4 separate regions of the Sus scrofa genome follow, and regions 1, 3 and 4 are each linked to region 2. The links are chromatin contacts, called in public Hi-C and HiChIP or PLAC-seq maps. All regions are on one chromosome and are shown on one strand. Each heading gives the region's core, a stretch centred on a gene start, on an enhancer-like site or on the middle of the called end of the contact. The rest is flanking DNA. Distances are from core to core; before and after follow the strand shown. Region 1 holds the start of PCIF1 (phosphorylated CTD-interacting factor 1). Region 2 holds the start of DBNDD2 (dysbindin (dystrobrevin binding protein 1) domain containing 2). Region 3 holds the start of UBE2C (ubiquitin-conjugating enzyme E2 C). Region 4 holds the start of STK4 (serine/threonine-protein kinase 4).

The links. A called contact is a pair of places that touch in the nucleus more often than the background predicts. HiChIP or PLAC-seq counts read pairs in DNA pulled down with a chosen protein or histone mark.
Region 1: a Hi-C map of skeletal muscle shows a contact between it and region 2, with 16 times the contacts expected there. The contact joins the promoter of PCIF1 here to the promoter of DBNDD2 in region 2. A contact is called at or near these places in 2 of 5 promoter capture datasets (fetal liver and liver), 3 of 47 Hi-C or Micro-C datasets (heart right ventricle, liver and skeletal muscle) and 1 of 2 datasets of contacts at active chromatin or transcription factors (alveolar macrophages).
Region 3: a contact with region 2 is called in a Hi-C map of heart right ventricle, with 3 times the contacts expected there. The contact joins the promoter of UBE2C here to the promoter of DBNDD2 in region 2. A contact is called at or near these places in 1 of 5 promoter capture datasets (fetal liver) and 2 of 47 Hi-C or Micro-C datasets (heart right ventricle and skeletal muscle).
Region 4: a contact with region 2 is called in an H3K27ac HiChIP or PLAC-seq map of alveolar macrophages. The contact joins the promoter of STK4 here to the promoter of DBNDD2 in region 2. A contact is called at or near these places in 3 of 47 Hi-C or Micro-C datasets (embryonic fibroblasts, heart right ventricle and skeletal muscle) and 1 of 2 datasets of contacts at active chromatin or transcription factors (alveolar macrophages).

The regions. Positions count from the first base shown.
Region 1 is chr17:48,117,270-48,122,986 of Sscrofa11.1, forward strand. PCIF1 (phosphorylated CTD-interacting factor 1) reads left to right here and starts at 2,994. Exons shown (of 16, transcript XM_021077371.1): 1 at 2,994-3,443; 2 at 5,333-5,506.
Region 2 is chr17:47,683,664-47,689,713 of Sscrofa11.1, forward strand. DBNDD2 (dysbindin (dystrobrevin binding protein 1) domain containing 2) reads left to right here and starts at 2,557. Exons shown (of 6, transcript NM_001243672.1): 1 at 2,557-2,721; 2 at 2,940-3,184. It overlaps SYS1 (protein SYS1 homolog), which reads left to right and starts at 2,521. Exons shown (of 4, transcript XM_005672967.3): 1 at 2,521-2,721; 2 at 2,940-3,184. The coding sequence starts at 3,023. It also overlaps the pseudogene LOC106506694.
Region 3 is chr17:48,016,153-48,022,053 of Sscrofa11.1, forward strand. It overlaps UBE2C (ubiquitin-conjugating enzyme E2 C), which reads left to right and starts at 2,251. Exons shown (of 6, transcript XM_013985422.2): 1 at 2,251-2,437; 2 at 2,981-3,008; 3 at 3,784-3,870; 4 at 4,303-4,507; 5 at 4,621-4,680; 6 at 5,118-5,390. The coding sequence starts at 2,337. The coding sequence ends at 5,176. DNTTIP1 (deoxynucleotidyltransferase terminal-interacting protein 1) reads left to right here. Exons shown (of 13, transcript XM_001928813.6): 12 at 874-929; 13 at 1,043-1,416. The coding sequence ends at 1,181.
Region 4 is chr17:47,384,050-47,389,261 of Sscrofa11.1, forward strand. STK4 (serine/threonine-protein kinase 4) reads left to right here and starts at 3,545. Exons shown (of 11, transcript XM_021077860.1): 1 at 3,545-3,688.

The sequences.
Region 1 (5,717 bases), core at 1,744-4,243, 430 kb after region 2:
ATAAGGGTCCAGCATTGCTGTGAGCTGTGGTGTGGGTCGCAGACACAGCTCGGATCTGGTGTTGCTGTGACCGTGGTGCAGCCCGGCAGCTACAGCTCTGATTAGACCTCTAGCCTGGGAACCTCCATATGCTGGTGTGGCCCTAAAAAGACCAAAAAAAAAAAAAAAAAAACTAAAAAATAAAAGGTTTAAAAAATAATGGGGCTGGTTCTAGGTCGTGGAAATGAGGATGGAGAGAAGGGATGAGGACTACATGGGGAGGAACAAGTCTGGGGAGGCAGATGAAGAGCAGTGTTTTACCTTCTAAGGTAGAGAAACGTGCCAATATTGACATGGAAACATCCAGGATGTTATTTGCACAGACACGTCACTTGCCCTGGGTCCAGATTCCCTTCTCCACAAGACAGTGAAGCAATGCGGTTTTAGGAACCAGTCTTGGGTTTTGGTGTCAAGAACTCTGGGCTCAAAATCCCAGTTCTCAGGCGTTTCCGTTGTGGCTCAGGGGAAATGAATCTGACTAGTATTCATGAGGGCGCAGGTCCGATCCCTGGCCTCGATCAGTGGGCTAAGGGTCCAATGATGCTGTGAGCTGTCGTGTAGGTCACAGACACAGCTTGGATCCCAAGTTGCTGTGGCTGTGGTGTAGGCTGGCAGCTACAGCTCCTGATTGAACCCCTAGTCTGGGAACCTCCATATGCTACAGGTGTGGCCTTAGAAAGATGAAAAAAAAACAAAAACAAAAACCCAAACCCAGTTCCCTTACTTCCTGGCTGTGAACCTGTGCAATTACTTCGCCCCGCCCCCTCTCCCAGCTTCAGTTTCCTCATGGGTAGATTTGATATAAACATTTCTACTCTCAGGGGTCTTATACTTTACACATGGTAAAGCTGGATATGCACTGGGGATGTTTATGGCTTTGAGAATCAATTCAGAGAACCTAAACTAGGAATGAGAAAATACATTCAAAAATAGCAAAAATAGGTAAAGATTTTTTTTGTCTTTTAGGGCCATACCCATGGCATATGGAGGTTCTCAGGCTAGGGTCGAATCCGAGCTACAGCTGCCAGGATACACCACATCCACAGCAACACCAGATCAAGCCGCCTCTGCAAACTATACCACAGCTCATGGCAATGCCAGATCCTTAACCCACTGAATGAGGCCAGGGATCAAACCCGTGTCCTCATGGATACCCGTTGGGTTCGTTACCGCTGAGCCACAACGGGAACTCCAAGAATAGGTAACGATTGCTGTATACCCTTTACACTCCAATGGAAGGAACTAGATGGCAAGCCTGTAAAACTGGGCATTCTGTAGGTCTAGAGTGACCATATAATTTATTGTTCAAACCACTGCCCTTTTGAGAAAGGAGGCAATATTAATAATTATGTCGGGGAGTTCCCATTGTGGCTCAGTGGTAATGAACCCAACTAGTATCCACGAGGTTGCAGGTTCAATCACTGGCTTCACTCGGTGGGTTAAGGATCCTGCATTGCTGTGACTGTGGTGTAGGCCAGCAGCTGCAGCTCCAATTCAACCCCTAGCCTGGGAACCTCCCTATGCCACACCTGTGGAGAAAAAATGTATGCCAGCACAACAGACATAAATCAAGACTGTCCTGGGCAAAGCAGGGCATGCAGTCCCCCAGTGTCAGTCTGAAGTGGGGACCTGGATCTGATTTCCTGTCAAGCCTCTCAGGTGAACAGTTTTCACTGTGAGGGCAGGATCACTGCACATCCCGTGCCTTTATGGAGCTGGTTTATTTCTAGAAGGTTCAGATCTACTTGGAGCAATTTCCCCAACCCCATGAGGTGATAATAGCTAACATGTATTAGTGCCAGATACAGTCCTGAGTACTCGGCAGTTAATTCACACCAAGCCTTTATGAGGTAGGCGGATTTGTGGTCTGTTAGAGGAAATGAAAACTTAGATGTCAAGCAGCTCCTTCAAGGCCACACATCTAGGGTGGAGGAGCAAGAGTTTGATCCCCGTTAGACTGATGGGAACCCTAGTTCTGTTCACAATACTGCCTCGGTTTTGTTTTGTTTTTTTCCCCTACTGTCCACACCTGCGGCATATGCAAGTTCCCAGGCTAGGGGTCCAATCAGGGCTAGCTACCAGCCCACCCTACAGCCTCAGCAACACCAGATATGGGCCCCATCCACGACCTTCTTTAGCTTGCAGCAACACTGGATTCTTAACCCACTGAGTAAGGCCAAGGATTGAATCTGCATCCTCGCATATATTAGCCCGGGTCTTAACCCACTGAGCCACGGGTTTTGTTGGCACTCCCGTTACCCCACCAAGTTGCATGGACCAGGCATCAGGGACACCCGGGGAGGCCCAGTTGGGGTAACTGCAGCCTCTGGCTCCACGTGGGAAGCACAAGGCGAACAGCAGGTGGCAAGCTTGTCTTCCTTCCTCTCAGGCTTTCTTCTTCTCAAGCTTTCACTGGGAGGTGAGTTTACTGGGGAGACCAGGAGTGGAGCTAGTGAGTACTCTGCCAGACCTTACCAAAGAATCCGGCAGGCCGCTGGGCACGGGGCACCTAGTGACTGCCAGTCTCCTGCTAGGCTAACTTTTGTGGCCGGTTTGAGGTCTCAGAGAGGTTTTGTGCTGCAACTAGCAACCACTGATGTCAGAGTTAGAAAGTCCTCTGATGCATTTAGCTTATTACAATTTCCTAACTTTACCAAAAGCTTTGTTACATGTCTCCCACATATGGTTGTTTTGAATTTCTTCTACGCAGGGGCTCTTAAAACTTGTGCAGCCTTATTACGGGAGAAGGTTCGATGTGCATGCAGCTTGGGTATGGGAAAAGGTTGGAAAACATTCTTTCTGAACCGAGAACCAGAGAGGGCAAGCGATCGGCCGGAGGCAGCAGAGCCGTGCGGGAGCTAGGACCCAGGTTCCTCCATAGGTACAGAGCCTACGTCATCAGGACTCCGCCCTGAGGGAGGTATCTGGGCCGAGCCCCCCGCAGGTTCCAAACCCACCCCACGCCCCCTGGTGCGCACACTCAATCCGACGCAGCCAGCGCACCGCCCACCCAGGTCCGCTAGCACCAGTGGGTGTGCTCGCGGGGGAAACTGAGGCAAGGAGCGTGCTTGTGAGTGCGTTCCTTCCTCAGTCCACGCCTCAGGGCCCGCGAAGCTGCCCTCCTCCACCCTAGACCTGCATGAAACAGCAGGGAAGAACGGAAGGAAGGGGAGGGGGGCCCAAAGCGAGCAGGGTCCAAGGAGCTGGCCGGTCCTGCCACACTCAAGATGGCGGAGCGGCAGCGGCGAGGTCCCTCAGAGGCGGTACCAGCGCATGCGCAGCGCGGAGTCCCGGCCCGGGACACAAGATGGCGGCAGCGGCGCTGGGGAGGGCGAGGCGGAGGCGGCAAAACGGGCGGTCGAGCAGAACGTGTAACCGCGTCCCCTCGAGTCCGCTACGGGCAGGTAAGAGCCCCAGGAAGCCATGGTCCCGTCGCGAGCCGCGCCAGGGTCCGGGAGTCCGAAGCCAGGCGGCGGTGGCCCCGCCGGCGCTTTCCACTCCTGGCTACCGCTTGCCCCGTCTCTGCCGCCGCCGCCATCTTAGGCCCAAGGGTGGGCGGTCGGGCCGGTGGCCTGGATGAGGGAGTTCGGTCCGGAGAGCGCGGGCGGAGCAGCCTCTAGGGCCCCTCCGCTGCTGCCGCCGCCACCGCCTTTGTGTCGGGCTCCGACTCTGAGTCGCCTCAGCCCGGGGGCGGGAGCGCGCGGCGGGGCGGGGGGCGGAGCCGGGAGATGGGCCGGCGCGCGCGCGCCGAAAGAGCCCGCCCCCCCGGGGGGGTGGGAGGGAAAAGGTGCGCGCGCTAGGGGTCGCGCCTCCCCTCAGCGCGCGCCCCCGCGCCTGCGCACTTTGCGAGGCCTTTGACTCCTCCCTACTGGGTTGGAGTATTCTGATTGGTGCGTTACTGAAATGATCCCGCCTCATCTTTCTCCAATCCTGGACTCAGGCTCTTTTCTTTCTGGTGGGTTCTTTGGTTGCGCAGATACAGTTGTTTATCCTAAAGCTGGTCGGCAAATTGCGGTACGCGTGGGATTAATAAAGACGTTATTTTAGTAATAGTCGTTATCTCTTAGAGTGTACAGTATGCTAGGCTCTACGTATAGAGACTGTAGAGGTTGAGTGATTCTGGTTTATAAATTGGAAAATGGCAGAAGGGTCTGGAACCCGGTTGTGTTCAAACCCAGAACTGGTACTTTGGCTGCTGACCTGCTGCATCCACATCACCTGGGAAATTAAAAAAAAAAACTCCTTAGTCATTAAAAAAAATTGGCAAAGACTTAAAATGATGTGAAGAAATTAATCATCTGGTCTCTCAGTCTCACTCCTGTGGCGCATTTTAAAAAATGCAAATTCTTGTGTATCTCCCCTCCCCATCTCTGACTCCTAAGATGTGGAATGAGGGACAGGAATCCGAGGTTGTTTAACACGTTCCCTGATGGTTCTGATGCACAGAGCTGGCTTTGGGAACACTGCAGTGTCCCAGTTTGGCCTCACTAAGGAATGCAGCTTGTGCCGCCTCTGCATAGTTCATCTGCCTGCTGCATCAGTATCTCACAGTGTTTCTTATGGAAAATATTTTTTCAATAAAGGTGAACTTGCTCCGTTATATAACACTTTTCATGCATTGTTATTTTTTAAAATTGAAAACCTGATTCACATGTGTTTTTCACTCACTCTGGGTGGCTTGGAACTGTGCCCACCTTGAAACTGTATGTTTGTTCACTTTTCTCTTGTCATGGGGTACCTTAGCAAGATCAGCAACACAATTTGTAGGGTCAAGTGTGCAAGGTGAGAGTGTGGACCCCTCGTTAAAAAAGGTATTAAAAATTTGAAGACAGGGAATTGTCTGATGGCCTAGCGGGTTGTGGCTCCTGCGTTCTCAGCGCTGTGGCTCTGGTTGCTGCTGTGCGGTGTAGGTTCAATCCCTGGCCCCGGAATTCCCACATGTTGCCTGTGTGGCAAAAAAGAAAAAAAAAAAAAATCCCACAAAAAACAAGAGAGGACCTGAAGTAAATGTTGCAACTCTCATTTAAAAAAAAAAAAAATTGAAGACAGTGACAGCAGAGCATTAAACCTCCTCAACGTGGGGCTCTGTGGGACTGTGCAGGCTGCAGGTCTGTGAAGGTGAACCTGTTGGTTGGGAAGCTTGGGAACTACCGTTTCCTCTCCCGAATCCCCAGATCTCCCACAGTGTGTCCTTGGGGCTCCCGACGTGCTCTGTGTCAGTGGCCATCTTGTTGCCCCCGATCTGCACCATTTCACAGGTCTGCGACTCTCTTTTCTTCTCTTTGCTCTGCAGTTGCTGATGCAAGAAATCCCCTGGGCCCCCGTCCACTCCACTGCTGACCAGCCCACCCGCCTGCGCTGAGCTTTCCTGCAGGCCTTCCCACTGCCTCTGTGGGACCCTGTGACGTGGGGGTCCATCCGGCTGGAGAAGAAAATCCTCTCATGCTAGCATTGCAGACCCCAGAGGGTGAGAGAAAGTGAGACCTCGTTCAGCCTTGAGACCGGTGGGCCCAGCCCCAAGGCATCAGGAATTCCTCCTCCCCAGAGAACCAAGGCAGCTCCCTTGGTCAGTGGTTCCAAACCTTTTCGTTATCCTGGCCCCCTTTTGTTGTATGTAAGTTTTCTTGCTCCCTGTACTTTTATCCGCCAAACTGTGCAAAGTAACCATTCATTTTTTC
Region 2 (6,050 bases), core at 1,307-3,806:
AAGGCCCAGCGGCCAGCTGACTTGAGGGGGCCCGACTCTGAAAAAGCCATACCACTAAGCCCCTGGAAGGAAGAGGAAGCTGCCTGCCAAAACTAAATTGAACCTCTCCAAGCACTTTTCCTCAGCCTCTCCTCCAATCTCTCCTTAATCCCTCACCCCAGAACCACTTGAGCCTAAGGATTCACTGCTCCTTTTCCTCTTTCCACTACCCCACCACTGTCTCCGTCCTTCCTTTTCTTCTCCACTTTTTTTCCCCTTAATTCTGGAATGATACCTTGGCGTTTAGAGTCAGATGTCCTGGGTTTGAATCCCAGCTCAGTCTCCCTTGAGCTCTCTGATTTAGTACAGTCACACTCCTTATTGGAGTCTCCCTTTCCTTACCTTTATTTATTTTTTGGCCCCACCCATGGCATGCAAAAGTCCCCAGGCCAGGGATTGACCCTGAGCCACAGCAGTGACCTAAGCCACAGCAATAATGATACCAGATCCTTAACTCACTGAGCCACCAGGGAGCTCCTCCTCACCTTTAAAGTAGGGAATATCAGAGTTCCCGTCGTGGCGCAGTAGTTAACAAATCCAACTAGGAACCACGAGGTTGTGGATTCAATCCCCGCCCTTGCTCAGTGGGTTAAGGATCCGGCATTGCCGTGAGCTGTGGTGTAGGTCGCAGGCACGGCTTGGTTCCCGCTTTGCTGTGGCTCTGGCGTAAGCCAGTGGCTATAGCTCCGATTAGACCCCTAGCCTGGGAACCTCCATGTGCGTCAGGAGCGGCCCTAGAAAAGGCAAAAAGATAAAAAGACAAAAAAAAAAAAAAAAAAAAAAAAAAAAAAGTAGGGAATATCTACCTTCCCGGATTGTGAGAAATAAATAAGATCATGTAGATACTTAACAAACATGATATTTTCGCAGAAACATTAAATCATCTGAGTCATCCATGAACCAGAGAGATTTGCTGAGCTCAACTGAGGGGCCTAAAAGAACAGTTGAGCTGGAAAGCACCTCATGTCTTTGGGCTTTAATGACTTGCAAACTGGAGTCCAAGGGAACTGTTTACAACATTTCCAAATAATAAGCGAAATCACATCCTCTTTTTTTTTTTTTTTTAAGGGCCGCACCTGCGGCATATGGAAGTTCCCAGGCTGGGAGTCAAACTGGACCTGTAGCTGCTGGCCTACACCACAGCCACAGCAACGCCAGATCAGAGCCATGTCTGTGACCTACGCCTCAGCTTGTGGCAATGCCCCTGGCTCCTTAACCCATTCAGCAAGGCCAAGGACCAAGCTTGTGTCCTCATGGCTAGTAGTCGGATTTGTCACTGCTGAGCCATGATGGGAATCCTGACTTACTCTTGATAGAGTATCAAGGTTCTTTACTTTTGTCTGAAATTGTATCAGCTCAAGGTGCTATCATGCTTATCACATGCTGTTCAGAAATTCTGATGTGCAAGTGACATGGGTCTTTGATAAAGTTGTTTTAACTGGGAAGTAATTAAAGGAGAGTAGATTAAATGATGTAAAACATTAATCTTGTCTAACTTTACGTTTCAGAAACAGGGAAGCTGAGGTTTAAAGAAGGAAGTGTACTAGTCACACAACTAGTACAGCAGGCTCTAAAACCTGGATTTTTTTTTTTCCTGGAACCAGTTACTTCCCTTCTTTCCATTCCGGAAAAGGAAAACCTAGGATCAATGAAATTGAGGGGTTTTGGTCCGCTGAGGCAGGAATGAAATGATTCATCAATTTGCTGTTGCCCTTTCTCTATTCTTGACTCATTCAGCAAATATTTACTGACTGTCCACACTATTTAGACTCAGAAGAGAAGTCATGGTGAGCAAGACATGCTCACAGTCAGGGTGGCAGGCAGAATGTGGATATGCTTCTAGGTATGAATTCAGAACCTCTGCTTCCTCCCCCTTAATAAATACATATGGATATATAAATATAAATGGATACATTATAAAACACCCAGTACTTTGCCTTCTAACACAGTGAGTTTGTCTGAGAGCAGAGCTGTTTCATTTGAAAGTGTCCAAATCTTCCTAACCACTCTATAGGCCCGAAATCAATGCTGTGGTGTTGGGCACAGCTGAATTCTAATTTTGATTGCCACTGTCTTTGAGACAGTATGTTGCTTTCCTTCTCTGACCCTTAGTTTTATCTAAGGAAACAGGGGCGAAATCATGTGTGGAATTGCTGGCAGGTTCATTTTAAGTCACCCCGGACTTTAGGCGAAAGAAAACGCTGGGAATCTAGGTTGAAAACAGAGTCGACGTAATCAATCCCTTAATTCCCAGACTTTCCCTCGCCCACGGCCACCCCTCTATCTTCCACCCCAGCTACCCTACTTTCCCCAAGATCCCCCTCTAGAGGGCACGCAAGCTCCACCGCGCTCACGCCTCACTTCCGTTCGCCTTCATTCTTTATTGTGCGCATGTGCATACTTCGGTTCGGGGCCGCCCTAAAACCCGCCCCCACCCCTGCTTTAGGGGGCTCCGCCGAAGACTGCACCCCTACGCCTGCGCAATCTCAGCCCCGCCCCCTACGCTGTTCCCGGAAACGCTTCCTTCCTACGTATCCGCTGCTGCCTCGGCCGCCGCTGGAGCTTTGCCTCTCTAGGCCTGTAGGGACTCTTCTCCATGGTTCTGCCTGTCAGCACTGCTTCGGGGGCCAGCCGGTGAGACTGGGCCGCACTCGGACGCTTTGATTCTCGAGTCCGACACTGGTGAGTGAACTTCAGAGAAGCTCGAGGACGGGCGGGGCTCGAGCAGCCGTAACGGGCAGGACTTCCCCTCAGTTCGGTAATGGGTCTGTCCGTCCTGCCCTCCCCCCCATTCCGGGAATGGGCTCGCCCCCTCCGTCCCAGCCCCTCCTCCTGGGCGGGGCGATGTTGCCATGGTGACGGCCGGCTGGCTGAGGCCCGGCGTGTGTGTGTCCTCGCAGGTGCCGGGGCTGCCCGGGGCCCATGGCGCGGCGGCGGCGGCGCTGACCCAGGCCCGGGCGGCAGCAGTGCCCCGCGAGCCGGCATGGCGGGCCAGTTCCGCAGCTACGTGTGGGACCCGTTGCTGATCCTGTCACAGATCGTCCTCATGCAGACTGTCTATTACGGCTCGCTAGGCCTGTGGCTGGCGCTGGTGGACGGGCTGGTGCGCAGCAGCCCCTCGCTGGACCAGATGTTCGACGCCGAGGTAGGGTCCCTGGGCCGACGCGGGCGGGGTCTCGGCTTCACGAGGTGGTCTGTCACTAATGGCTGTAGACCTCACTGGGCTACCTTCTCACTTTGTGGCTCTGGGAAAGGGATATCACTTTCCGAACCTCGGCTGCCCCATCCGTAAAATGGAATGACTCATAACGGGAAGGCAGACTGGTACAAAGGAAAGGCCCTGGGTGTTAGAATAAACAGACCTGCGTTCCAGGCAGTCTGATACATCTCCTTGCTGACACTGAGAAAGTGACTTCACTTCTCTGAGCCCTAGATTTCCAGGTATCAAACTGGGGAGGGAGGAATGGATAAAAGATCATTCACGGAGGTAGAGTGGGAACTACCTGGGCTTTGGAGTCAGGACTCTGTTTAACTCCCATGTATTAGCCATGTGACCTTGGGAAAGTATCCTCACCTCTCTGAACTTCAGTTTTCCTGTCTGCAAAATCATAAAATCAGTATCAGAAAGGTGGCAGACTGCAGAGAGCCTGTACTTTGGATTCAGAAAAGCTTAGGGTCCAGTCTAGACCCCAGCATTCTAACTGTGGGACTTGGGCAAGTTATTTCACCTTTCTAAACTTATTTCCTCTTTGGACTACAGTAATCCTCAACAAAATGTTTTGAGGCCCAGAGGGTGCTTTAGGGAGTTCCCGTTGTGGGTTACGAACCCAGCTAGTATCTACGAGGATGCAGGTTTGATCCCTGGCCTTGCTCAGTGGACTAAGGATCCGGCATTGCCGTGAGCTGTGGTGTAGGTTACAGATGTGGCTGGGATCCTGTGTTGCTGTTGCTGTAGCTGTGGTGCAGGCCGGCAGCTGCAGCTCCCATTCTACCCCTAGCCTGGGAATTTCCATATGCTGCAAGTGCAGCACTAAAAACCAAAAAGAAAAAAAAGTGGTTTATAAAATATAAGCTGAAATAAAAATCATTAAAATTTTTTTAAAAAAAGAAAAAAAAACAACTATAATTAAAAAATAAAAATCATTAAAATAAATAAATAACATGTAAGCTGAAGGGTGTTTGCTTCTGAGAGGCAGCTGTGGTATATGGTAATAAGCACAGTTCTTGGAACCAGGACTTTCTTCCCGATGCCTATTCTCTGTGTGGCCCTTGTGCAAGTTATTATGCAAAAGGGAGATAAGGGCATTCCCGTCATGGCTCAGTGGTTAATGAATCCAACTAGGAACCATGAGGTTGCGGGTTCAATCCCTGGCCTTGCTCAATGGGTTAAGGATCTGGCGTTGCCGTGAGCTGTGGTGTAGTTTGCAGACGTGGCTCGGATCCAGTGTTGCTGTGGCTCTGGCGTAGGCTGGCAGCTACAGCTCCGACTGGACCCCCAGCCTGGGAACCTCCATGTGCCATGGGATCAGCCCTAGAAAAGACAAAAAGACAAAAAAAAAAAAAAAAAAAGATATAAGAATAACAATAATAATAGCTTTATGAGATTGTTGTGAAATATGATTATGAACGTGAAAGGCCTTTACAGGCTGAAAGTGTGCAGACATCTGATATTCGATAGTATTGTTTCAAAAATGGTGGAGGTTACACACACCCACCAGGTGCCTAGTAGTCCCTTCTTAGGAGCCTCTGTCCTAGGAAGGACATGTGGGGATCTGGGGCTTTGTTGACAAGCCGTCTCATGCACCCTACCTAAATTCTAGACTGGAGTTGACAAACCTTTCTTTTTTTTTTTTTTTTTTGAGGGGGGCAAGTTGATCCACTTTTAATACTGAGTCAGAAGAAAAATCTGGTCTTGCCCCAAACCAATGATTTGGGTTAACATGTTCCAGAATTTTAAGTAAACAGTTGCTGCAGCTGGCTGAAGGTAGCCCCAGGTCCATCCACCAGGAAGTACTGTCGTTTATCTGCAGTGCCACCCACCTCCAGGGGGCTATCAGCTTGGGGTCTGCTCTGTAATTATTTCAGAACTCCATGTTGCTTCAGGCGAGTCAGCAGCTCCCTTCCCTCTCATGCATGCGCACTAGATGAGTGCATCCATCGGTGCCCTCTTTACCCATGAAGACCTGAGGTACCATTCTGGCTCCGTGAGCTGTTGCAGATATCAAATCTTGAATCTCTTCGGTGTCACTGGTGGCTGTGATATCAACTAATTCCAAAAGCCCTTCTTTGAAGGACAATTGGCTGAGGAGCTTCTGCAGTAGGCCCGGTGGGCTGCATGGACACCACCACCTTCCCAGGCTGGATTTTGCTGCTCACAAATGTTTGAGCTATGCTGACAGGCAGCTGCCTCCTGGGAGGAAACCTCAATTGCTGGTATTGCTCGGGTGTCAACAAACCTTTTCTTAAAGGGCGAGATTGTAAAAATTTAATTTAACTTTATTTTGACTCTGCCTGCACATGCAGAAGTTCCCAGGCCAGGAATTGAACCCCTGCCGCAGAAGTGACAACACCAGATCCTTAACCCTCTAGGCCACCAGGGAGCTCTGAGATGGTAAAGATTTTAGGTCACAACTGCTCAACTCTGCCCTTAGCACAAAAGCAGCCATAGACAATAATAAATGTATAGGTGTGGCTGCGTTTCAATAAAACTTTATTTACAATGAGTGCCTGGTCCCTGGGGCCATAGTTTACTGAACCCTGTGGTAGACCTCACTCCTTGCTGTTTACTGACCATATCACTTTGGGTGAGTTACCTAACTTCTCTGAACTTTTATTCCTCCATTGTAAAATGAGAATAACGATCCCTTCAGGCTGCTCTGAGGGGTCAGATGACGTACAGTGATACATGTCTGAATGCACCTTGTTGGAAATAGCGCTGTAAAGATGAAGGGGCATATTGGCTTCTGTGGCCCTTAGGAGGGCTTCTGGGGTCCTGGAGCCTGGGGTGCTCC
Region 3 (5,901 bases), core at 1,001-3,500, 330 kb after region 2:
TCAAAAAAGACATCAGGAAGCTTACCATTGACACATAATATAAATAAGAAAAAGGGAGAAAAGGAAAAGCAGGATCTAAAATAAGCCACAAACAAGACTGGTTTTAAAAAAGGAGGGTGGGGGTGGGGAATGGCATGGGATTACTTGCCAGCCTGGGAGACCAGTGCCCTTCTACAGGTTTTTACAAATTCAGCTCCAGGCCCCACTTAAGGACACCTGATCTGTTTCATAGTTCACAGTGCCCCTAAGATGAAGACAGTCGTATGACTCAGGGGACACACAATTACTCTTGACCCTCACACTGGAAAGAAATGTCTTCCACAGAAGACTTTCGCATGTGATCAACATCCCCCATGTGGTAAGAGCCCTCACAAGCGGGCTCCCTCCCCCTGCAGATGGCGGCCTGGGGCCAGAGCAGTTCTGCAGGCCCCAGGACAGCATAGCCCAGTTACTAGACAGTGTGGTTTATCGTGTTTTCCCTTTTGCCATGAAGTTCAAAACCAAATTATCTTCATTCAAGAGTTCACACGTGGCTTCCTCCTGACTTCCTGTTTCCATGTTTATTTTGCTAGCTCTGTGGCTCTTTCACTGTAAGCCACCCCATGGCCCTTTTTTAAAGAGGTGACAGCCAAAAATAAGTCAGTAATCCCCACTCTCCGGCCCATAAATTAGTCTCTACTTGAAAGAAAAATTATCTCAAGAAACTATTCCCCAGACAGCCTCTCCCTTCTTGCTCTCCCTTGCTAAATTACAAGCTATGACTCCACTCCTCCCTTCTAGCCCTTACCTTAAGCAGACGTTTAATAAAGTGTTAATTGAGTTGGAATGAAACGAATCATAGGCAGTGACCACTCTCCTTTGTTCCTGCCCCAGGCCTACCTCCTCATTGAGGAGGACATCCGGGACCTCGCTGCCAGCGATGACTACAGGTAAAACCAGCGGTCTGTCCCCTACCCTTCCCCCTGCCTCACAGTAGCCCCTGGGATGAGCCTGGACCTACATCTTCCCTTGCTCCAACTCTCCTCTTCAATGTCTGTCCCAGAGGATGCCTGGACCTGAAGTTAGAGGAGCTGAAGTCCTTTGTCCTACCCTCCTGGATGGTTGAGAAGATGCGAAAGTACATGGAGACACTACGGACAGAGAACGAGCACCGCGCTGTTGAAGCACCTCCACAGACCTGAAGCCAGGTCCCCTGGCTACACTTGGCAGCCCTCCTTTAAGGCCCTCTTACCCACATGGCTGAGGTCACTGCTGGGACTGCTTCTAGATGGATCTCAGCAGCATTAAGCTATGCCTGGGCTAGTTTGTAGTGACTCACTGCAGAGCACCCCCAGACTGGCATGTGGTTCTATATTTGTAAAGTTTTTGGGATAAGAAGCAATTAAACAGTTTGTAATAAACACAGATGGTGAGCCTGCTGTGAAGTCTGCCTCTGGGGGCTGACAAAATATCAAGGGCTCTCCCTAGAGGAAGTGGGTGTAGGGAATAAAGGCCCAAGCACCCCTCCCCCATCCCAGGAAGCCCAGTGGCCTGTGCGTATCTGCTCCGTGAGAAACTGGGAACAGCCTGTACCTTGCTGCCAGCCTTTCCTGTCCCTGTTTATCTCCTCACCCAACTAAGGCATGGGAGTAGCAGAATGTGACGGCTGGGATCATGGACATTTGATGACAAACCAGCAGGAAAATGTAAGGCGGCTTTTATTACCCCCGTTTTAAGGTTAAAACACGAAATTAAGTGCCTAGGGTAGCACAGGAAGCCGTTGGAGAGGCCACCGTTGAACCTGTTTTCCAGTAGGGGGTCTCTGGCTCTGGCCCTCGGCCACTAGTTTTTACCCTCGCCTGACGGTTCAGACCCTTAAGGCCCTAACCAAAGTGCCCAGGACATTAATAACAAGTGGAGGAGCTGGGGTATCCGGTTTGGGGGATAAGTACCAGGGCCCCGAAATCGGAGACCCTCCCTTCTGCGAGCAGGGAGTCCTAAGCCGGCGTGCGGTAGTAGCCAAGGGATTCATCCCACGTGGATGTCTTCTAGGCCATTTAATGGTCGGCGTTTTCCAAAGGCCACCAATCCACTACAGATTCGTTAGTTAATGACAGCCTCTCTTACCAATCGCCCATCTGAAGAGGGATCCAGCCGCCCAATAGTGGTGCGCTGGTGGGTGGATGCAGCAGTGACAGAGCGCCCCATTGGCTGGATTAAACCCAAGCGAGCCACTGATTGGCCGGCACCTCCGGAGGGTTACAATTCAAACGCGGGCGGGCGGGACCGCGGCCCTGCAGTTGCAGCCGTGGTCTCCGGATACCCTGAGATCCTGTCTCCCTCCCAGCGCTGCCCAGATGGCTTCCCAGAACCGCGACCCAGCCGCCGCCAGTTTCGCGGCCGCCCGTAAAGGAGCCGAGCCCAGCGGGGGTGCCGCTCGGGGCCCCGTGGGCAAGAGGTGAGTGGTGCCGAGGGAACACTTGCCGGGCCTGGCACGCCCTAGGCATTTGAAGCCCAGAGCAAAGACTTCCGGGGACCCCCACATTCTCCTGGAGCAGCTGAGGTATGAGAGGTAGAGGTACACGCCAGGAGATCGCCTACTTCTGAAGGACGACAGAAGGGGTAGGGATGCTGCCAGGATCCTCCGTGGATGAGCCAAGATGAAGATGCCCTGGGGACCCTCTGTGGCTTGGCTGGAGGGCGGCGGGGAAGGGGGCTAGAAGGTGAGAAATTGAGATCCTGCACAGAGAGAGACGCCAGAGAAGCAGAATTAGGGGTTAAGAATAAGCCAGAGCTCTCCTTCCGGGAGCCTGGCATTAGGAAGGGTGTGGACTCACTAAGACCCCCCTGTGGAAATGGGGGTGACCATGCCCACAGCTAAGTCCGACCTCAGGGTAGAGGGAAACCTCCGTGACAGCTGCTCCAGAGAGATTGGGATGGGAAGAGATGCACCTCCTGGAGCCCTGGACTCTCAGATGACCCCCAGATGCTCTTTTCACAGGCTACAGCAGGAACTGATGACCCTCATGGTAAGTGACTGGTGCCCGGATACCCAACCAGTTGGTCTCCCCTCCCACCTCCCAGTCACTTATCAGTAGCCTCCTTTCCTAGCTCCGGCTCTTTGATAGGCATGGGGTAAAAAGATGAGTCCAGCTTGCTCTCCTCTGGGAAGAAGTTAACACACCCCACCTACACATCTTCCCCCCAGGCATCTTTACTCCCAGTCCCATCTTGCCACAAAGAAGTTATCCTTAAAGTACAGCTCTCTTACGAGGCCTTCCCTCTGTCCTTCCTGGCTCTACTTCCCTGTCCTAAAATTTACCTACACCCAACTCTTCATCCTAAATATTTCTAATCCCATCCTACCTTGGAATGCTTCCTTCGGGCCAGTCTTTTCTACATTAACCCTGGATATTCAACTCAAATCCTTCAGTGCCCACGCTGTTTATCTTCCCAGCCTGTGAATAGTCTCTGGGCTTTGTGTCCAACCAGCACTCAATGGCATGTCAAATTGAATTCCCAGCAACCAGCAAAATTGTGGATACAAAGCTGCCTTCTTCTTCCCCCACACAACCCCTCCCTCTTAGGCTGGTGATAAACCTAATCCCAGTCCTCCCGGGGGGCACATTCAGCCCCCAGGATCTCCCCACTTCCTCAGAAGAGCCTATCAATCAATTTGGCCTGGTTGCTCCATTCTGGGTCCAGATGTGATGAGGTTAAGGGGCAGGGGCTCCCTCACCCACACCCTCCCCTGCAAGAGCACACTCACTCTTCAGCCCAGCAAGTGTTGTGTTTCTTCCCCAGATGTCTGGCGACAAAGGAATTTCTGCCTTCCCTGAGTCAGACAACCTTTTCAAATGGGTGGGGACCATCCATGGAGCAGCCGGCACAGTAAGTGTAGGGGTCGGAGTAGGTGAGGGTGACTCTGCAGAGTCTGGGGAGAGGTGGGAGGTGAAATCCAGGTGCCAGTTCTGCGTTGAGTCTTCTCACCTGGTGGGACACTCCCCTGTGTCTTCCTGGAGCCCTGAGCCTGTGGCCCTGCTCTCCATCCGCGCAGTAAGGCGGGGTCTCCATCTTAGCTACTTCCAGGGGCCAGACGGCAAGGAAAAGAATGAAGGGCAATTGAGGGTTTAGGCCAGTGGGCCCTCGCCCAAAGGGTCGCAATGTCCCACCAGCTAGGCGGGAAGGCACCACCAGTTTAATGCTTTGTCTTCTGCCGAGTCCCAGACAAACTCGGGGGTCTTGACAAGCCCCTTACGTGGGGCCTGAGCTGGAACTGAGGCTCAGGCAAAGAGGCTTACTCCCCAGTCTCTCTCTCTCCAGGTATATGAAGACCTGAGGTATAAGCTCTCTCTGGAGTTCCCCAGCGGCTACCCTTACAACGCGCCCACAGTGAAGTTCCTCACGCCCTGCTACCACCCCAACGTGGACACCCAAGGAAACATCTGCCTGGACATCCTGAAAGACAAGTGGTCCGCCCTGTATGACGTCAGGACCATCCTGCTCTCCATCCAGAGCCTGCTCGGAGGTGACTGCGGAGACGGCCTCTCCCCCCCAACCTGGGAGCCTGTTCCCGGGTTGGACAGCCTCTTCTAGCCTCTTCTACCCCGACCTGACCTTGCTCTTTGTCTCCATCCACAGAACCCAACATCGATAGCCCTCTGAACACACATGCCGCCGAGCTCTGGAAAAACCCCACAGGTGGGTCCTTCATCCTTCTCAGGCACCGAGCCATCCCTCCCCAACCATCAAAGGCTCCCCCCAGCTACTGAAGGATTCCAGTGACTTGGGAATGTGTCTGGATGACTGGGGGGTGGGGGGGGTTCAACCAGGTAACCCAGTTCCACCTCTGCCTTGGTGTTTCTGGTTTGCCTGTTTGCTATAAAATCAGAATTTGTCGCATTCATGTAGGTTGAGGGGCTTTTTCAGTAGAAGGCAAAGCTTTGTGCGAACAACTTGCTTGCTGAGGGCCCCAAGTCTCCTCCCCAGCTGGGTGGGCAGCCGGGGGACAGTTCTGTTGGGCTGGGAAACCCTTCCCCAACCCCCCAAACTCCTCCCACAGCTGTATCCTTGCTGCCCTCTTGCCAACCTTAACCCTTGTGCCCATGGCTTACTGAGACCTCCTCGTTCTCTTCCAGCCTTTAAGAAGTACCTGCAGGAAACCTACTCCAAGCAGGTCTCCAGCCAGGAGCCCTGACCCAGGCTGTCCAGCTCTCTCCCTGTGTTGTCTTTTTTTATTATTTTTCCTTAGATGGTCTGTCCTTTCCTTGATTTCTGTACAGGACTCTGTACCTTATCTGTGTATACCTTATCTGTGCTGTCATTTTTGTTTCTGTTTTTTTAAATTAAGTGTCCGGCTAAGCCCTTGTGATGAATATATTAAATAAATACATTTGGGGGTTTTTAAACAAGTTATGTCCCCTAGTCACCCTAGGGTTGGAAGTGCTCAGGCTCTGCAGAGGTCGGGCTTAGGGTCTGGGTTCTGGCCCTGCTCCTCTACCCAGGGTGTAGGAGCAGCTGAGAGGCTGGAGGGCTGAGCAGTGGGGTCATAGAATTCGTCCCCTGTGACTTTGGTTATTTTATGACTCTGCATCTGTTTCCTCATCTGTAAGATGGGCGTCGCAAAATGCCGATTTCTATGGAGGGGGGACACCAGGAGGATTGGTTAATTTAGGGACAGTCCCAGTTGCAGATGAGGCTGAACCAGACCTTCAGCTGAAACAGCTAGAGCTGTAGAGTGTGTGAGTGTATGTGTGGGAGGGAAGGATTAGCCACCTAATTTCCGGCAGTAGGTGTTTTGGTCCTTGAGAAGGAGAAGGGAAAAAAGGGGGGTTCGGTGGTTTAAGGATCCGGCATTGCCACCGCTGTTGTTCTGGTTATTGCTGTGGCACAGGTTCAAGTCCCGGACAGGGAATTTCTGCA
Region 4 (5,212 bases), core at 2,295-4,794, 300 kb before region 2:
AATAACCCCAAACTGGAAAGTAATTACCATTTTAAACCACTGGGCCTTGGGATGGTTTCTAACTTCTAATAATTGTTTGTACTTTTATGTGGCCCACATTCAATCTGGCTCCAGCTCATCTACCTCCTGTCCTCCTTTTCCTTATTCACTCTGCTCCAGACATGCCACCGTCTTGCTGCTTTTCTACCGTAAGCCTTTGCACTTGCTGTTCCTTCTTCCTTCAACAATCTTTCTTTAAATATTAGTGTGACTTACTCTCTCACTTCAGCCACATCTCTGTTCAAATATCACCTCCTCAGAAAAGCTTTCCTCAATCACTTAATCTAAATTACTTCCCGCCCCGCTTTCCATACTCTTAATTTGTTTCTCTTCATGTAATTTTAAATATCAGCCATATTATACATCGGGTCCTTTTTGGCTTGTTTACTATCTTTCCCACTTTACTATGAGATCTGTGAGGGTAGAAACTTGCCTGACACCTAGTACTGTGCTTGCCTCACAGCAGATACTTGGCATATGTTTGTTGAATGAATGACTGTTTGGCTTTCTCAGAGCTCTCCTGATCCTACTAGACTTGGTTAGGTGCTCATGTTTTTGTTTTCTATCACCATTTATCACTAAATTAATTAATTAATTATCTAATAACTATCTGTTCTATTACACTGTAAACTGCAAAAATGCTAGGACCCACAAATGCCTTAAATATTGTCATATACCCAGATCCTAGCCCAGTCCCGGACACAAAGAGCTCAGTAAGTGTTGAATGAATGAAGCATGAGTAGCCCTGCTCATCGGTCCTTTCTCTTAGGCTATTAGCATATTACAGTTGGCTGAGGTTTGCTATTTAAATGAAAATCAATTAATTAAATAAAAAATCCAGAGTTCCTGTCGTGGCACAGCAGATACGAATCCGACTAGGAACCATGAGGTTGCAGGTTCAGTCCCTGGCCTTGCTCAGTGGGTTAATGACCTGGCGTTGCTGTGAGCTGTGGTGTAGATCACAGATGCAGCTCGGATCTGGCATTGCTGGGGCTGTGGCGTAGGCCAGCAGCTGTAGCCCTGATTAGATCCCCTAGCCTGGGAATTTCTATATGCTGCAGGAGCAGCCCTAAAATAAAAATAAAAAATAAAAAAAAGAAGAAAAAACAAAAAAACCCAGTGTTTTAATCACACTAGCCACACTTAAAGTGCCTAATAGCCACATGTGGCTAGTGGCTACTGTTTTGACCATATGTAGAATATTCCATCACTGCAGAAATTTCTATGGGGCAGTGCCGGGCTGGATATTATGTGGAAAAAGAGGGTGACCTTAATACCCCTCCATCTTCTGGAAAGATCCTGGGAAGCAGACAAAGGAAGGATGTTTGACATTGTGCACTGGTAAGTTAACATTTGTTTTTAAAAAATGTTTATTGTGTGGACACAGTGGGAGCTTAGATTCAGAGCTGCCCTTCACGGAGGCAAAAATTCAGTGGGCAGCAGGGTCTGAACACCAGGTTAAAAGTACAGGGGAAATACAGGAAAAGTGCTAGGGGATTTCAGAGGACAGAGGTGACTTCTTGCAGGACGGATCCACCATGACTTCCTAAACTGTGTGGAAGCTTTTTCCTGATCTTAACTTCCCCAGGGTTCCCTCTGCCATTTGCCCAGATTCCTAACAGAGCAAAGTGGCAAATAAAATGTGGATTTTGTGGAGTCAGAAAACTGTTAGGTTAAAACCTTTGCTCTCACTAGCTGTATATATGTGAATCTCAGCTTCTTCACCTGTAAACGGAGGATAATAATTCTTACTTCGTGGGACTGTTTTGAAGATGAAGTATTAGCCTAGGATTGCGCCTGGCACATAGTAGATTATAAACACGTTCTCCAACTGTATCAGGGAATGCCTGTTATTCTTTTTTTTGTATGGCTTTATTATTTTTTTAATTAATTATTTTACTTACTTTTGTCTTTTCTAGGGCTGCACCCGCAGCATATGGAGGATCCCAGGCTAGGGGTCAAATCGGAGCTGTAGCCGCTGGCCTACACCACAGCCACAGCAACACCAGATCTGAGCTGGGTCTGCAACCTACACCACAGCTCACGGTCACGACGGATCCTTAACCCATTGAGCAAGGCCAGGGATCGAACCAACAACCTCATGGTTCCTAGTCGGATTCGTTAACCACTGAGCCATGACGGGAACTCCTTATTATTTTTTTAAATTTATGTTTAGCTTTTTTTTTCCCCTCCTTTTTAGGGCTGCACCTGCAGCATATGGAAGTTCCTGGGCTAGGTGCTGAATCGGAGCTGCAGCTGCTGGCCTATGCCACAGCCACAGCAGCGCCAGATCCAAGCCAAGCTTGCACCAATGCTGGATCCTTAATCCACTGTGTGAGGCCAGGGATAGAACCTGCATCTGCATGGATACTAGTCAGGTTCTTAGCAGCTGAGCCACAATGGGAACTGCTGTTACTCCATTTTTAGCATATGGAGTCCATACCTGGGTCGCCCTGAGAGGTTGCTCAGGTGTTGTTCTGAAGATGCTTTGAGAAAAACAGGACAATTAAAAATGGTGAGAGGTTGCTTTGGGTAAATTTTCTCCGGTAACGTTATGAGTGAATTGGGCGGAATCTTCCTTTTTCTTAATATTCACTGATGGTGGTGGCAACCGAGGATTTATGAATTTCTATAACTGGAACTGGAGCTCTGAGGGGACAGGAAGCTCTGAATCTCATGCCCAACCAAGGGTCCACAGTGACTGTCTAGTTTGATGGTGCAGGCTCTGGAATCAGGTCTATCTGGATATAACTCCCCAAACCTATACTTTTAGCTATTTGAGCTTCACCTCTCTGGCCTCACGAGAACAACAAAAGTATGCACCTTACAGCCTTAAGAGTATTAAATGAATTAGCATTAGTAGGGCATGAAAACGTGGTAATGGTAAGAGTGTCAAAAAATTAGCAGAGAAGATTGGGGTTAACGTTACAGGCTTGATATGAGGATTAAATGAAACAACACTTGAAAGCCAGTACATGGTAAGAGTTTAAAAAATAATAGCTATTTTTTATGTACACAGGTGAGGCTGTCAAGAGGGTGGAGCAATTTTCAGGCTGATGCTCTGTTACATCCACGAAGCGGTTTCGCACGTTCGAGCTTCCACCTGGAACAGGAATTCAATTAGTTCAGACCTGTAGAGTACCATAAATACCTCTGGGAGTCCCTGGAGCAGTGCTTCCCAGGAATCGCGCAGAACTTGGCTGGTTAAGAATCGACAGTTGTTATCAAGTATGTTGCTTCGCAAGAAACCTCAGTATCTCCGTCTGAGATATGAGAGGCGCGGCCCGAGGCAGCGATGGGTTCCAGGTCTGGGGGACCAAGTGTCTCGGGCTAACACCACCGCAAGAAACAACGCCGCCGAGACTCCAGTCTGCCTGACGACGTGCCCCAAGGCTGTCTCCGAGCCTCCTCGTTCCGCCCCAGCGTGCCACGTGACTCGAGTCCGCACCACGTGATCCAGGCCCGGCCCTCGCGGCCCCGCCCCTCCCCTGAGCAGCTCGCCGCTTCCGGTAGGGGCGGAAAGCGGAAGTGTGGGAGGGTCTGCGGGGCGGGCTCGGAGAAGTCCCGGGGGAGGATGGAGCACTGAGCGGGTCTGGGCGGCTGCCGGCAGCGCCATGGAGACGGTGCAGCTGAGGAACCCGCCGCGCCGGTGAGAGGCCGCTCGCTGGTCAAGAGGAAGGGGGGCGGGGAGGGAAAGGCGGGAACCGGCCGGAGGGGTGATGGGTGTGTGAGCCCGTGGAGCAGATGGACCTGCGGGGCCAGGCGACCGGGCTGATGGGGCACCTGCTGAATGGGCGACCCCTGGCCGGCGGGGGTCTGGACGAGGGGGGATAAACATGGGGCTGGTTAGAGATCACTTGTTTTTGGAGGGACAGCCTGGCAGGAGGGGAGCGACAGCCGGGGGGAGCAACTGCTGAGGAACGTGGGGACAAGTTAGGGAAAGCACCTGCTGAAGGCGGGGGTTGCCGCTGGGTGAGGGCTACTATACCAGAAGGGACTCATTGAGGTAGAGAGGATGCTGAAGCTGGGTGAGAACCAACGAGGGGGGATCTGTCTAAGGGATGGATCAGGAACAAGGAGAGAGAAGGGTTGGGTAGACTTTCTAAGGGACCGAGTCCCGCCCAACGGGTGCAGTGGGGAGGATCTGCTGAGGAGAAAAGCTGTGCGCCTGAGACTGAAGATGTGCCAAGAAAGGTTGAGAATGGGTGCCAAGCAAGGGTGGCTTCATGGAGGACAGCATTAGGAAGATGTTTTTGGTAGTGTCTCCACTCTAAGATAATGACACCTTTCCTTCCTGATGTCCAAGGTCTTCCTAATTTTCTTTACATCTGACACTGGGAGGTAGATAGGGAAGTAAGAGACAATTTTCTTTTTCTTTTTTTCCCTCAAGTATAGTTGGTTTACAACGTTGTGAGACTATTTTCAAGATGGGCAAACTGAGGCCCAGAAGAGTTGAGACACAGTCCTGTATGTTTCCTTCTTTGCTCTTGATCTGGGTCACTGGACCCGGCCAGACTTGCCTTTTTCAGATCTCTCTTGTTTTGCGTCGGTTCCAAAGGCTGCTGCTGCCTGGAGTTGTTTTACAACAAAATGGGGGGGGAGGGGGTAGCCTATCCTAGAAAGTCTCACCTCCTGAGGGGTTGCATTTGTGTCAATGATTTATTCAGTGGATGCCAGAGTCTTAAAGCACTCTGCCACATCTGGAGAAGAATCGAGAGTAGAGATTGAGGTGCCGTGCAGTTTGCCTCTGTTTCGCAGAGACCTCTGACTTCCTGCAGTAGAATGAGCTCTAAAGTAGGAAGTGTTCAGTGTGTGGGAGTATGGGGCAAAGGAGAGGTGAAAGGAAGGGATTGACAGCCGGGGCTGCGCCCATGGGTTTGTTTGAAGTGTACAAACAGTGCAGAAGGCAAATAGCTGGTTGGGATGGATTCATAATTCATCATATAGCGTGCTGAGTCTGACATTGAACTCACAGCACTTACTGGGTGCTAGACACTGTTCTTAGTGCTCTCCATGTCTCCTGTTGAACCGTATGAATTTGCTGATATTTGGCCATTTTGATGTGTAAAAATAGTGGTTTCATATGGTTCAACCTGTTATTGGCTCATTTGACCCTCACAACAATCCTATCACCTGTATCTCTGTATTTTACAGGTGATGCAACTGAGCCCAG